Regions from separate parts of the Mus musculus genome. Here region 2 is linked to region 1. A link is a contact called in public Hi-C data. All regions are on one chromosome and are shown on one strand. The core of a region is the stretch at or near the end of the contact, and the rest is flanking DNA. Distances in the headings are between cores, read along the strand shown.

Region 1 (6,240 bases), core at 1,954-4,453:
GTTTTCTAACAGACATTATTAAAAACAGAAACAGACCACCTTATGAGGTAATGTGTCAAGTCAAGTAAATGCCTGTCAGAATGTGTGGGGTCCTCTATGAAGAATGTCAACTGAGAGCACTTGCAATTCACAGGGTGCTCAGTCAATCTGTCTCCCCCAAGGATCACTACAAAGCTGTTTAGCCTGACTGTGTGCTTACTCACTTCCCATCCTCCCCACTGCTAACCACCTTCTACCATAATCTCATTTGCTTTTTCCTCTTCTTCCACGTGTCCAAATGTCCATCCTAAGAGGGTAGAACACTCATTTGTTCTGTTCCCACACATCTATTTTTCTCTTACTACTGAATATCATCTCTCTCCTACCAAAAAAAAAAGTCAAATTTATCGTCTTCAAAATAAGCAATACTAACAAATGATATCTGATTTACAGACAGCCTGACCCAAGACTGCTGACTCAGCTCTCCATCTCCTGATCTCTTCCCACAGCTCAGGACGGAACAGATCAGCCCCTGCTCACTGCAGTGATTTTTTTTTTTTTTTTTATCATTTTTGTAATGAGACAGAGGGGTCAACAGAAAATATTTTGGAATGAAAATAAAAAGGCCTATGAGGGAGAATCAGACCTGTGCTCTAGACTCTATCCACTACTAATTAACTGTGAGCCTTCTAACTAACCTCCACCCATCACCATCTCAGATCGAGAACTCTGGCACTGACTAGGTAAATCACGCCAGCTCACACTTCCTCAAAACCTACTCTATTTTGCAGTGCTTATCACAATCACTTAACTATGTAATTCTAGCTGAGCAGCTATGGTCCCTACCTACATGCTGGACTGCCAACTCCATAAAGGCAGAGAGCAAATGTCTCCCATCTCATCATTGCAAAATAAAACCTCACTGATTGAATTCATGCTAAAGCAGACGTTAAGATCCCTTTCTAAGTGACTGCTTTAATGGGCCTCCAAGCCTGAGGAGCTGAGTTCACTCCCCAGGACCTGCATGCTGGAAAGAGTAGTGACTCCTCCGAAGATGTCCTCTGACTAGCACACAGCATGCCATGGCACAGGCACAAACACACACGCATGACAGACAGACAGACAGACAGAATAATAAAATGTAAAACAAATTTCTAAATTCTAGCATTGTTTAAGCTTTTGTTAACTTTAAAAAGTCTCTGCCAAAACTTTAAACACAAACTCCAGCTATGACCTCAAATACACATACAATCAGCTGTATATAAATTTTCATAAGAAATTTAAAAAAAAAAGAGGAACTTGTTTTCCAAAATTTATACATTTCTCTTTCCCATTCCCATGAAAAGAAACTATTCAGGTACTTACACTGAAGGTCTGAAAACTGTGCCCCAAACTTTGTACAAGATAAATGTGCAAATGCCTATCACATCAGTGATCCTAACTTAACATTAACACTCCTGTTTAGCAGCTTAAATAATATATACTAGTGTGGGTTTAAAACTGTTAACACTGGCAAGTTGTGAGCTCTATACACATACACACAAAATGCAAAATAACAAACTTTATCAGCAAATCACATTTCGAAGTGATTTTAATGATTTCATAACAATCAGAGGGAAACACGTTTTTGGTTTAGCAATTACAAGTTGCCATTGTGTCTGATCAGGTGACCTTCGTATTAAAAATCTAAATCTCCACAAAGTGAGTGAAAGTTTCTTCAAGTTATATGGCACACCACCTTAGGTAAACGAGGTTAGCAAAGCACATGTCAATTTGCTCTTCAAGAGCCGAGTGAACCCTGCTCAACTATCAGAGGCTTGGCGATGTGTCAATTGGCACCCTTAAATATGTAAGAATGCTGGTGACTCCAGGAATGCATGAAACACACAGAAAAAAAAAAGATGCTGAATATATATACACATATATGTGTATATATGTGTATGTGTGTGTGTGTGTGTGTATACACACACATATACATATATAGTCACATAGAGACAATTAGACAAATCCTTAAAAATCCGATGTCTGAAATTTTTCAGAAGTTGAGAGTGGGTTACATAGAAATATAGTTAAATCCCTAGTAAAGAGGCACTACTTCACAGAATCACTTGGAGCCGCTCTCCAAGGCGTCCACAAGGCTAAGTCAACACCACTGATCTGATCATGAAGGGGCTAGTATGCCCCTTAGCACCCCCTCTCCTGAAGACCCAGGCTCCAATCACTGAGCGAAGAGTCCCTCGAGATCCGACAGCGCTTCCCTGGACTTCAGAAGCTGGGCAACCCATGGCCGAGGGGGATGGAGGGTGAAGAGAATGAATTCAAGCCCCCTCCTCCATCCCTTCCTGAAAATTAATGAATTGGCTGTACGATTGTTTATCTAATGAGGTGTGTAGTGGCCTCTACTGGTGCTTGTGTGAGCACAAGAATGTCCCACTCTTACAAGTGGGATGAGCCTGGGGGAGGGGAAAGAGGCGAGGGGTGAACCTGCCTCCCGGTACAAAGCGCAGAACTGGACCCCAGAGCTCCGGCCCGGATCCCGGAGGCGCCCCTCCCCCGGTAGGAACCCCTCCTGCCTGCTCCGCTTTCCACCACGCGAGACCCTTTTCTCTCCAGCAACGGGAGCCGAGGAGGAAAAGTTCCCGCACGTTCCCCTCTGGATCCTAAACAACAACAAAAACCCACCGCAGCGGCCACGGGAGCCGGTGCCGCGCCCCAGCCCCCACGGCGTCCCGGGCCCGGCCCGACTTACCTGCGGACTGCGGCGGGGAGCCGCTCTTCGTGGCCGCGGCGCCGGACGCCGGGCGTCCGAGCAGCAGCAGCAGCGGCAGCAACAGCAGCAGCGGCGGTGGCGGACAGCAGCGCCGGGAGGAGGAGGTGCAGAGGAGTCGCCCGGCTTCGCGCTCCGCCGCCATCTCTACCCCACGAGTGGCGGCGGCGGCGGCGGCGATAGCGCCGCGGAGCGCTCGCGCCCTTCCCTCAGCGCGCCTCAGCCGGTCTCTGCGCCGCAGGGCTCGGCTCCAGCCCGGCCCGGCCCGGCCCGCGCGGCCCCCTCGCGCGCCCAGGGGGAAAGACTCCGGGCGCCTCCCTCCTGCAGCGGGGCGGGGAGGAGAGCAGAGGAGAATCAGTACATTCCGGCCGAGAGCCGGGGGGTGGCTCGGTCTCTCCAGGTTCCAGGCGCCGCCACCCGCCGCCGACTCGGGCTCCTCACGGTAGAGCGAGGGGGGCGGAGACCGCGGGGTGGGGGGCGGGCGCCGGAGCGCGCCGTGCCGCGCACGCTCACAGCCGCGCACGCGCGCCTCCCTCCCCACGAGCACCCTCTTCGCGCCCCGCGGCCTGCCGGGCTCCAATCCCGGCGGTCGCTTCGCGGGCAGCCGCGGCGGTGGAGCCGAGCTGGCGCAGGGGCAGGCGGCGGGCCCGCTCCCCTCCCCCCTCTGGCTCTCGGGAGACGGGCACGGGCGCGGGGCGCGCGCGCCGGGCTCTGCTGCTGCTGCTGGCGTCAGGGAAACCCCGGAGAAGCGATCCGCCTCCTTCGCCTCCCGCCTCCCGCTCCTAACCCGCGGGAGAGATTTCCCCTCACCTCCGCGGACCGCTTCAAAGGCTACGGAGACCTGAGGCAGAGCCGCACGGACTCCGGAGCTGCTCACGGAGGCCGCGAGCCTGCGCGCACCTCTCTGCCCCGGGCCTCTATATAGGGCCTCAGAGGAAACCGAATGGCCTCCGGGAGGAAACCTGGGTTCGCAGAGGGTCGGCGCACGGATTTATGTGCTCGCCAAAAACAATAGCAGGCCGCCCGGCTCTTGCTGGGGACCTGGCGCGGTTCCCGTGGGAGGGGGCCGATCGCACTGCGCCGACCTCTGGCTTCCTCTCGGGCGGTACCCGACCCGCCGGGACCGTGGTGCCCCGCGTCCCCACTGAGACACTCGGCTCCGGCTCAGACAAAGGTGCGGGGAGTCCACTCCATCGCGTGCCCAGGCCAGGACCCAACCCCGTGACTCAATCTCCCCGGGGCTAATTCTCTGCAGTCACTGCAGCCTTTTACCTAGGCCCTGGATGGTCACTTTGCAGTTTTGTACTTGAGATCCAAAGTGTCTCTCGACAGTAAACGCGGAGCACGCGGGAATTGGTTTTTCAACCTCCTGGTACTACTGAGGATCGAGCTACCCAAAGTTAGGAGAAAACAGTCTGTAGTCTGCTGGCGAGAGTGCCCATACTGTTCTACCCTGGTTCTTCACTTAGTCATGTTGGGTTGTTGATAGGAGTTGGATTTTTATTTGCCCTTCTGCGTATAGTCAATATCCAAGATGTGTCCAGCAAAAAAAGACATTTCTTTTTCTAACACACACCATGCCTTCTCTAGTCACTTGCTATTTTATCTTATTTTATTCCAAAGTTCCAAAATAAGGCATGGATTGACGTGGGGAATGAAGAGCTCAGAAACCTCATTAAAACAGTGAAATTAGGAGCCCTCCCTTCCCCTGGCTCTTTGAAACAATTGGTTTAAAAGAGCAAACACTCGCTTATTGTTTTCCACTAGGGAAACCATTTAAATATCTTGTTTTGGTTAGAGTTATTAACCAGAAAAAATATTTCCTAAATACCCCTGATGACCTGTTAAATTAGAAATAGATTACCTCCCAATTACTTCACAAGTATTTGCTTAATTAACCTTTAATAATCACATCGTTATTCAGTTTTCTGAGATAATTGATGAGAGAAGCTCTTTGGAAACTATAAATTGCCTTGCAAATGTTAATTTTGGACTATCTAAGACAGAGGGACTTTTTCATTATATTAAAATTATGTATAATGTGACTTACAAAATGAAGCTTACATTTATCTCCAATCTTGAAAAAAATAAGAGTTATAGCTAATAAAATAGCACACTGGTTTTCATGTATGACTTCTGTGAACCATCTCATTAATTTATCAGCCTACTGTATATATTGAGCTTATATTAAAAAGTTTAAAGCACTTTCTGTAAAATAGAATGACTAAATCATATATTTCTGACTTGTGATTAAATCGAAATTTTCATAAAAGCCACTCTATAATAAACCACTAATAGATGAGCTGCGGACTAAAAAAAAAGGTGCAGATTCTAAATCAATTGACGAGTTAGACTATAAAGTAACGCAGGCTCATACTTCAGATCCTTCACTTCACTTCAATGTTAATGTCCTCGTTGACAGCGCTTTCATAGAATCATTCTGAGTGATTATCCTGCCCTTTGTTTAGTAAGACATCTGAGAAAAGGGTCTTCACCTCTTTAACAAAATTTTCAACAAATACCTAAGTCCACATCTATGCTTCTTAGCAAAATATTTTTATGAAAGTCTAAGCTATAAATCTATAAAGAGATATAAAGCTGTTGCTGAAATTAACTTTTTTTTTTTTTCCTTTTCAGCGAAGTTAGAAAATGAGGCCCATTTTCAAGGAATAGTGCACAAAGAAACTGTAGAGCAAAGAAAACAGAGTTGCCATTGTATGGGAGTGTAAGTTACCAAAGTGCGGGCCAAAAATAACTAGACCAAATATTCTTGTGAAATGTATTCTAAGTATGTTTTGATATAAAAATTAAATGAAAACTTAAATCCTATGAATTGAAACCTCGGTAGGAATCTTACTCACTGAAGTAGAAGGATTATTTTTCAGCATCAGGAAGGCAAGGATTCAGCACTTTAATTACCTCCAGTAACAAACTCTGCAGCTCATTCCCTGGCTATATCTCAGTGTCCGAGGAGAAGAGAGCTAGCCCCTGAATAGCTAAGCCCAAGAGAGAACATAGCACATTTCAGCTAGGATTTCCCCATGTCTTCAGAACATGATTAACTTCTGCACAGACGTTGATATTTTTACATTTGCCCTTTACATTCCTCTAGGTGAGAATTTTTTTCTCACCTTTTCTCTTTCAAAGGCCACCTGTTCTAGGGAGCTATCTCTGATTAATTCTAATTATGAAAGATAGGTACTTATTTTTTTCCACTGACATTCTTGTCTTTTTATTGGATATTTTCTTTATTTACATTTCAAATGTGGCCCCTTTCCAGGTCTCCCTTTCAGAATCCCCCTATCCCCTCCCCCTCCTCCTGCCTCTACGGTGCTCCCCCACCCACCTACCCACTCCCGAATTTGTGCACCCTCAGGCCCAAGGGCTGCTCCTCCCACTGATGTCCAACAAGTCCATCCTCTGCCACATATGCGAACTGAGCCATGGGTCCCTCCATGTGTATTCTTTGGTTGGTAGTCCAGTCCCTGGGAGCT
Region 2 (6,240 bases), core at 2,315-4,814, 51 kb after region 1:
GGAATGGGAGGGGCTAGCATCAGGAAGGACTGTGTAATAAAGGTCACTGAGAGGAGATGGGAGGGGGGGGGAAATCAATGAAGAGCTGCAAAAGACAGGAAAAAAATGTAATAGCTGAAGTTAATTCAAGGCAAGACAAATGGAGCTGCACTTGGGTTGTGTGTATGAAGCTGAGTACAGTCCATTTTATTTTTATGCAATATCCTTAAAACTCCATGTCATGAAGCACTTAACATTAAACACTCAATAGGAGAATCAATTATAGACTGGAAAAGACATAAAATGATTTTAATTTTTCACTTTGTTTTTTATATATACCAATTAATTTCAAAATGAGCAGCTGGATTGTTAATTTGTGTTTTTCCTATTGACATAGCTCTGTCATTTGTATCAGCTCAGCCCAACATGTTCACATGGAATCAAAGTCCCTGGAAATAATTATTTCATAGGATGCTTCATGATAGAATCTGTACAAGACTCTTCATGTCCTTCACACCCCAGATACCCCTTTATTTCTCACCCATCTCTTCTGGTTCTCTTAATTTTATCCATACCACATATCTCGTATCTGCTCCAGGTCAGATCTCAATACCTCTTGCTTAAGCCAAGGTTGAAGCATACAGATAATCCTGATCTCACGAGCCCCAGAATTTCACTGAATGCCAAGTCTCTCTCTCTCTCTCTCTCTCTCTCTCTCTCTCTCTCTCTCGTATGTTTATGAATATGTGCAGTCCCTCTCTGTTTTACTTTTAATTTTTTTTTTTAGATAGGGTCTTACTATGTATCTCTGAGTAGTCTAGAACTTGCTACATAGACCAGGCTTGCCTCAAGTTTACAGAGATCTGAGTGCTGGGATTAAAAATGTGTGCCCCCATGCCAGACCCGCTCTCCACCTTATTTTTTGAGACAGGATCCTTCACTAAACCTGGAACTTGCTGATTGGCTAGACTTTCTTGTCAGCATGCTCTAAGGATCTGCCTACGCTACCTCTCCAGAGATGAGGATGCAGACACTGGCCACACACCTGCCTCTTAGGAGAGTGCTTACGGTCCAACCTCAGGGCCTCACTCCTGAGCAGCAAGGACTTTCCCAAAGGAGCCATTTCTTGAACTCTCCACTATTACATATCTAATAGACTTTTCAAACTTTAAGTTTCAAAACCAAATTCGTCATTTATGCTCGAGACTACTTTTTTTTTATTAGATATTTTCTTTATTTATATTTCAAATGTTATCCCCTTTCTTAGTTTCCCCTCCGAAAATCCCCTATCCTCTCCCCCCCTGCTCTCCCCCCATGCTCACCAATCCACCCACTCTTCCTGGCCCTGTCATTCCCTTATACGGGGGCATAGAGCCTTCACAGGACCAAGGGCCTCTCCTCCCACTGATGACCGACTAGGCCATCCTCTGCTACATATGCAGCTGGAGAAATGAGTCCCTCCGTGTGTTTTCTTTGGTTGGTGGTTTAGTCCCAGGGAGCTCTGGGGGGACTGGTTAGTTCATATTGGTTTTGTTGTTGTTTGTTTGTTTGTTTGTTTTTTTAGAGAGACTATTTATTTTTGAGACATGATCTTAATATGTAGTTCAGACTGGCCTTGAGCTCACAGTCTTCCTGCCTTGGTCTCTCAAGTGGCAGGATTCCAAGCATTAGCCACCATTCCCAACCCAAAATAAAACACCAAAATCAGTCTCAGTAAATGGCAGTTCCATTCTTTGTATTATTCAAACCTCAAAAGCTTAGTGTCTGGGAGTCTTTTCATTCTTCCGCGCTGCAGGCCCATCCCTTATCAAATTCGGCAGGTACTGCCTTCAGGGTTCAGCTATAGATCACCTTCTGTCACTTCCGCTGTCCCCTGGGCCAAGCTATCAACATGCTTGATCTGGATCCTGCAGTTCCTTACAGCTACTCTCCCTAGGGCCATCAGTATGGTTCCTCTAGGTTACACCATAGTACTTCTGCTCAGAGCTTTTCCGTAGCCTTATATGTACTCAAGACAAACACCACAGTCCTCCTTGCTGTGGCCTGTAAGACCCTTCACACAGTCCCTCTCAAACTTTGCCCAACCTGCCTCCTTCTTTCTCGTGTCTCACCTCATTCCAGACACACTGATCTCCGTCCTCTCGAAAGGAAAGGTGGGCATGCCCCTGCCTCTCAGACTGAAGCACCCTTGCCTGGCTTGTTCCCTCTCTTCATCAGTTTCCTGTACAGGGAACAGCACATAAAGGGGCTTTGGGGGAGTTCCTTAATTATAATGGATTGTAATGAATTCCCTTACTCTTTCCCCATCCCACCTCCTATGATCTAGTGAATTTGCTCTACTTTCTACATAGCGCTCTGCTGGGAGATGGTTTTGTGCACTGTGTATTCAGATGCTGATTCCTGTGCCCAGAGCTCTGGTTGCCGTCTGAACATTGGCATCGCCAAGCATCTCCAGCTTCAACACTGTGTAAAAATTGTTTTCCATCACCTCTGATTGGTTAATAAAGAGCTGATCAGCCAGTCCCCAAATATATGCTGTTTTTATGAGTTGCCTTGGTCATGGTGTCCGTTCACAACAGTAAAATCTTAACTAAGACAGCAGCTCATGGGGCATATGGCAGAGTAGCAGGCAGCCTAGTCGGGCTAGACTAGGGTGAGAATAGATGAGTATCTGCCAAGATATAATGCTTGAAGGCTTTTAATAAATATAAGGTCTCCATGTCATTACTTCAAGGCAAAGGCCAGCGAATATTTACAGCTCTCCATGCAAACTTATCATTGCTTACCTGGTGCCTGGAGCTTCTCACTCCCAGGATGCAATTTCCTTGGTTGTCACACAGGGACAGGGATTTTTGTCACTCTATCCCCAAACAATAGATCACCTGGCACATGATAGATAGTTAGGAGATATTTGTTGAAAGGATGAAATGACTATATACATTTACTACCCCTGGGAACTCATATTTATTTCGGGAAAGGCCTGTGAAGGTCAGAAGGGGTAGTTGGCCTACATGGTCTAGAGAGGTGACTCTAGGAGAGACCCTGGCAGGATGTTTCAGAGGAGCAGGCATTGTGAGTCCATGGTCATCACCGTCACCGTCACCATCACCACCACCGTCATCAGGATCAAGAGGCCTTTCCGATCTGATGAAGCACTTTCTAGTTCTAGGCATCTGCCATGAGCAGCTGCAGGACTTCAGCGTGTGGATCGCTGATATTTTTAGGCAAAGAGAATGTACAGCAATGACATCACCCAATGGGCTGGGACAGGCTATGGTTGAACCACCTGTCAGACTATGTCTGTGTAACCTGTGCCTCCAAGCCTTGTTAATAGACTTGATTCAATTTGTTCTCGTGATCGAAGGCCAAGTGTCCTACACTCACTGATGTGGAGGCTGAGCACGGATCTGAGTTTCAGTTTTGCCACTTGGTAGCTCTGGGACCTGGGGAAAGTGGGTTCCCTCATTCATGAGAAGGCAGTAAAGTGGAACTTGCTTCAAACAGCCGCTATGAGAGTTAAAGGAATACTCCCCCATCAAACACATCTGCACAGTGCTTGGCCCATAACAGGGACTCAACTAGCTCCAGATGCTGTGGTTATTGATTTCCACCCAAGTTGCGTAATAAAGCCCACGCAGCACTAGCGATTCCTGACAGGGGCAAACTCGCTTAACTCTTCTGCCCTCAAGGCTACGGGGGCTGTTTGAGTTCCAGGATTTCAGTGACACTGCTGTGTCCTTGATGTTGCTGAATGGCTGAAACTGTTGAGAACTGAGAACCGTGAGACAGCATCTATGGGATTATAGAAAAGTAAATGTTTACCTGAGTTTTACGGGCTCGGCCTGCTAAAGGAAGCTGTTTTCATTGACTTGGCCCAAACTGGTTAGTCATTTGCAAGATGCCTCACCAGGCAGCTACTTCTTCCTATAACGTTGATTTACTTGTATTTTCGTTTTAAACTGCTCTGGTATTTGGGGATGTTTAGAACACACTCTGTTGTTATCATCAACTAAACACTAACGGTTCTTGCTCATACACAGGCTCCTCTCTTGTCGCCTGCTATTGAAAGAAACCAGGCTCACAGATTAACTTCTCTTTGGCCTAATGTCTGTCTGTGTAGTGTTTGTTTGTTTGGGTTTTTATTTATACATATGCAAAACTGGAAACTCTTTGAAATTAAAATACCCAAATTAGGCTGTCAAGATGGCTCATCAGGTAAAGGGGCTTGCAACCAAGCCTAATGACCCAAGTTCAGTCTCAGGGACCTGCATAGCAGCAGAGAGCCTTAACAGGCAAGCTGTCATCTGACTCCCCCAGCACACAGTGGCCTCTGTGCTACTCCCAAGTACAAAAAAATCAAAATACTCACATACTGAAGTACCGCTTCCTTTGACACTCCCAGACAAAGCTCAGCGCCACAAGAGATTTTAACATGACTAGGTGGCTGAGCTCGTGGACATTCGGTGAGACCAGGTGCCTAACTCAGTTCACCATGCTGCTGTCTCAGAGCTCTGTGTGCTCCAAATGGCCTCTCCCTCAACCCCTTGACACATATCTCTTCACATTCTCAGAGCCATGGCTCTCTGGTATTTATTTATTTACTTATTTATGTGTGAGAGAGAATGGGGGAGGGGCGGGCAGGAAGCAAAAGCATGCATGTGTTATTATGGGCCTGAAATGGGCTTCTGCTGGCATGGAGATACTTTGTCAGTTTTTTTTAATTAGGTATTTATTTCATTTACATTTCCAATGCTATCCCAAAAGTCCCCCACACGTTCCCCCACCCACTCCCTCACCCACCCACTTCCACTTCTTGGCCCTGGCGTTCCCCTGTACTGAGGCATATAAAGTTTGCACGACCAATGGACCTCTCATTCCACTGATGGCCGACTAGGCCATCTTCTGATACATATGCAGCTAGAGACACGAGCTCTGGGGGGTACTGGTTAGTTCATATTGTTGTTCCACCTATAGGGTTGCAGATCCCCCCAGCTCCTTGGGTACTTTCTCTAACTCCTCCATTGGGGGTCCTGTGATCCATCCAATAGCTGACTATGAGCATCCACTTCTGTGTTTGCTAGGCCCCGGCATAGTCTCACAAGAGACAGCTATATCTGGGTCCTTTCAGCAAAATCTTGCTAGTATATGCAATGGTGTCAACGTTTGGAAGCTGATTATGGGATGGATCCCCGGATATGGCAGTCTCTAGATGGTCCATCCTTTTGTCTCAGCTCCAAACTTTGTCTCTGTACTTTGCCAGTTTTAAGAGAGGCTCTGTAATGCAAATAGCAGAGGTCTTATGAAGGCATTAGCAGAGAGAGAAAGAAATGTGCCCCAGAGAAAGCAGCTGGCCCCCAATGAGCATAGTGGTTCTCAGGCTGACACTAAGTGCACCTAGGTGCCAGGCACAGTAAGAGTCTGCTTTGCTCCACTTTACGGGTTCCAGGTTATACACATAGCATGTGGCACATTTGGTTTTAATGGAGTCAGTTGATTGTAAACCCCACATTCTTGATCACTTCTAGATACATCCAGGGTTGTATGAAACGGAACAGACTTCCCAGAAATATGCCCAACCATTTGTAAGTGTGTTCAGCATTAGAGAGAATTTATCTTGAACAGGTAGAGAAATAGTTGGTATTGGACAAGTGTGCCGCCACCTCAAGCAAGGTCATTCTGAATCTGAACCCCACGTGGCATGCCAGGACAAACACCATATGGGTCACATAGATGTCAAAGGAATGGGGCCTATGAGAAGGCTCAGCAGACAGATCCTGATGGCCTGAGCTTAGTCCCCAGAGCTCACATGGTGGAAGGAGAGAATTAACTCCCATAAGCTCTCCTCGGACTTCTACCTGGAAGCTGTGGCATTGCTCCCCCAACCCCACCAATAAATAAGCAAACAAGGAATGCGGAGAAACAGTATATAGTGTGTGTGTGTGTGTGTGTATGTGTGTGTGTGCATGTGTGTGTGTGTATGTGTGTGCTCTTTTATAGCACAGAGGTAGAAAAAGCCTTCTAAATGATCAAAGTTAAAAAAGTCAGAACTGAAGACTAAAATTGATTACATAAAAATATCAAAAGTCAAATGATTAAAAATGGAAGAAATTAACTCAATAAAAGGACTAATTCCTGGTTATCTAAACAGAAATAGAAGTGGATAAGATAAAGACAAGGAATTTAAGATAAAACTAAGCAAAGGGCATGGCTTGGCCACAGAGAGGAGAAAAACAACTATAAATCATTTAAATATACCAATTC

Evidence for each region. A called contact is a pair of places that touch in the nucleus more often than the background predicts.
Region 2: a Hi-C map of uterus shows a contact between it and region 1, with 2.2 times the contacts expected there. The contact joins the enhancer-like site here to the promoter of Neo1 in region 1. A contact is called at or near these places in 6 of 39 promoter capture datasets (the 3T3-L1 cell line, cranial neural crest, embryonic stem cells and 3 more), 11 of 484 Hi-C or Micro-C datasets (the 63-12 cell line, the HL-1 cell line, cerebellum and 5 more), 10 of 115 datasets of contacts at active chromatin or transcription factors (astrocytes, embryonic forebrain, embryonic stem cells and 3 more) and 1 of 9 other capture datasets (adipose tissue).

The regions. Positions count from the first base shown.
Region 1 is chr9:59,033,238-59,039,477 of GRCm38.p6, forward strand. It overlaps Neo1 (neogenin), which reads right to left and starts at 3,204. Exons shown (of 28, transcript NM_001042752.1): 1 at 2,729-3,204. The coding sequence starts at 2,891.
Region 2 is chr9:59,083,682-59,089,921 of GRCm38.p6, forward strand. No RefSeq gene overlaps it. Among named protein-coding and RNA genes, the nearest start is that of Neo1, 50 kb to the left of the region's middle. Within about 2 kb of position 3,565, at least 16 of the 459 cell types and tissues checked have an H3K27ac peak or open chromatin away from gene starts, as enhancers often do. A contact at or near this core is called in uterus, where this site is marked.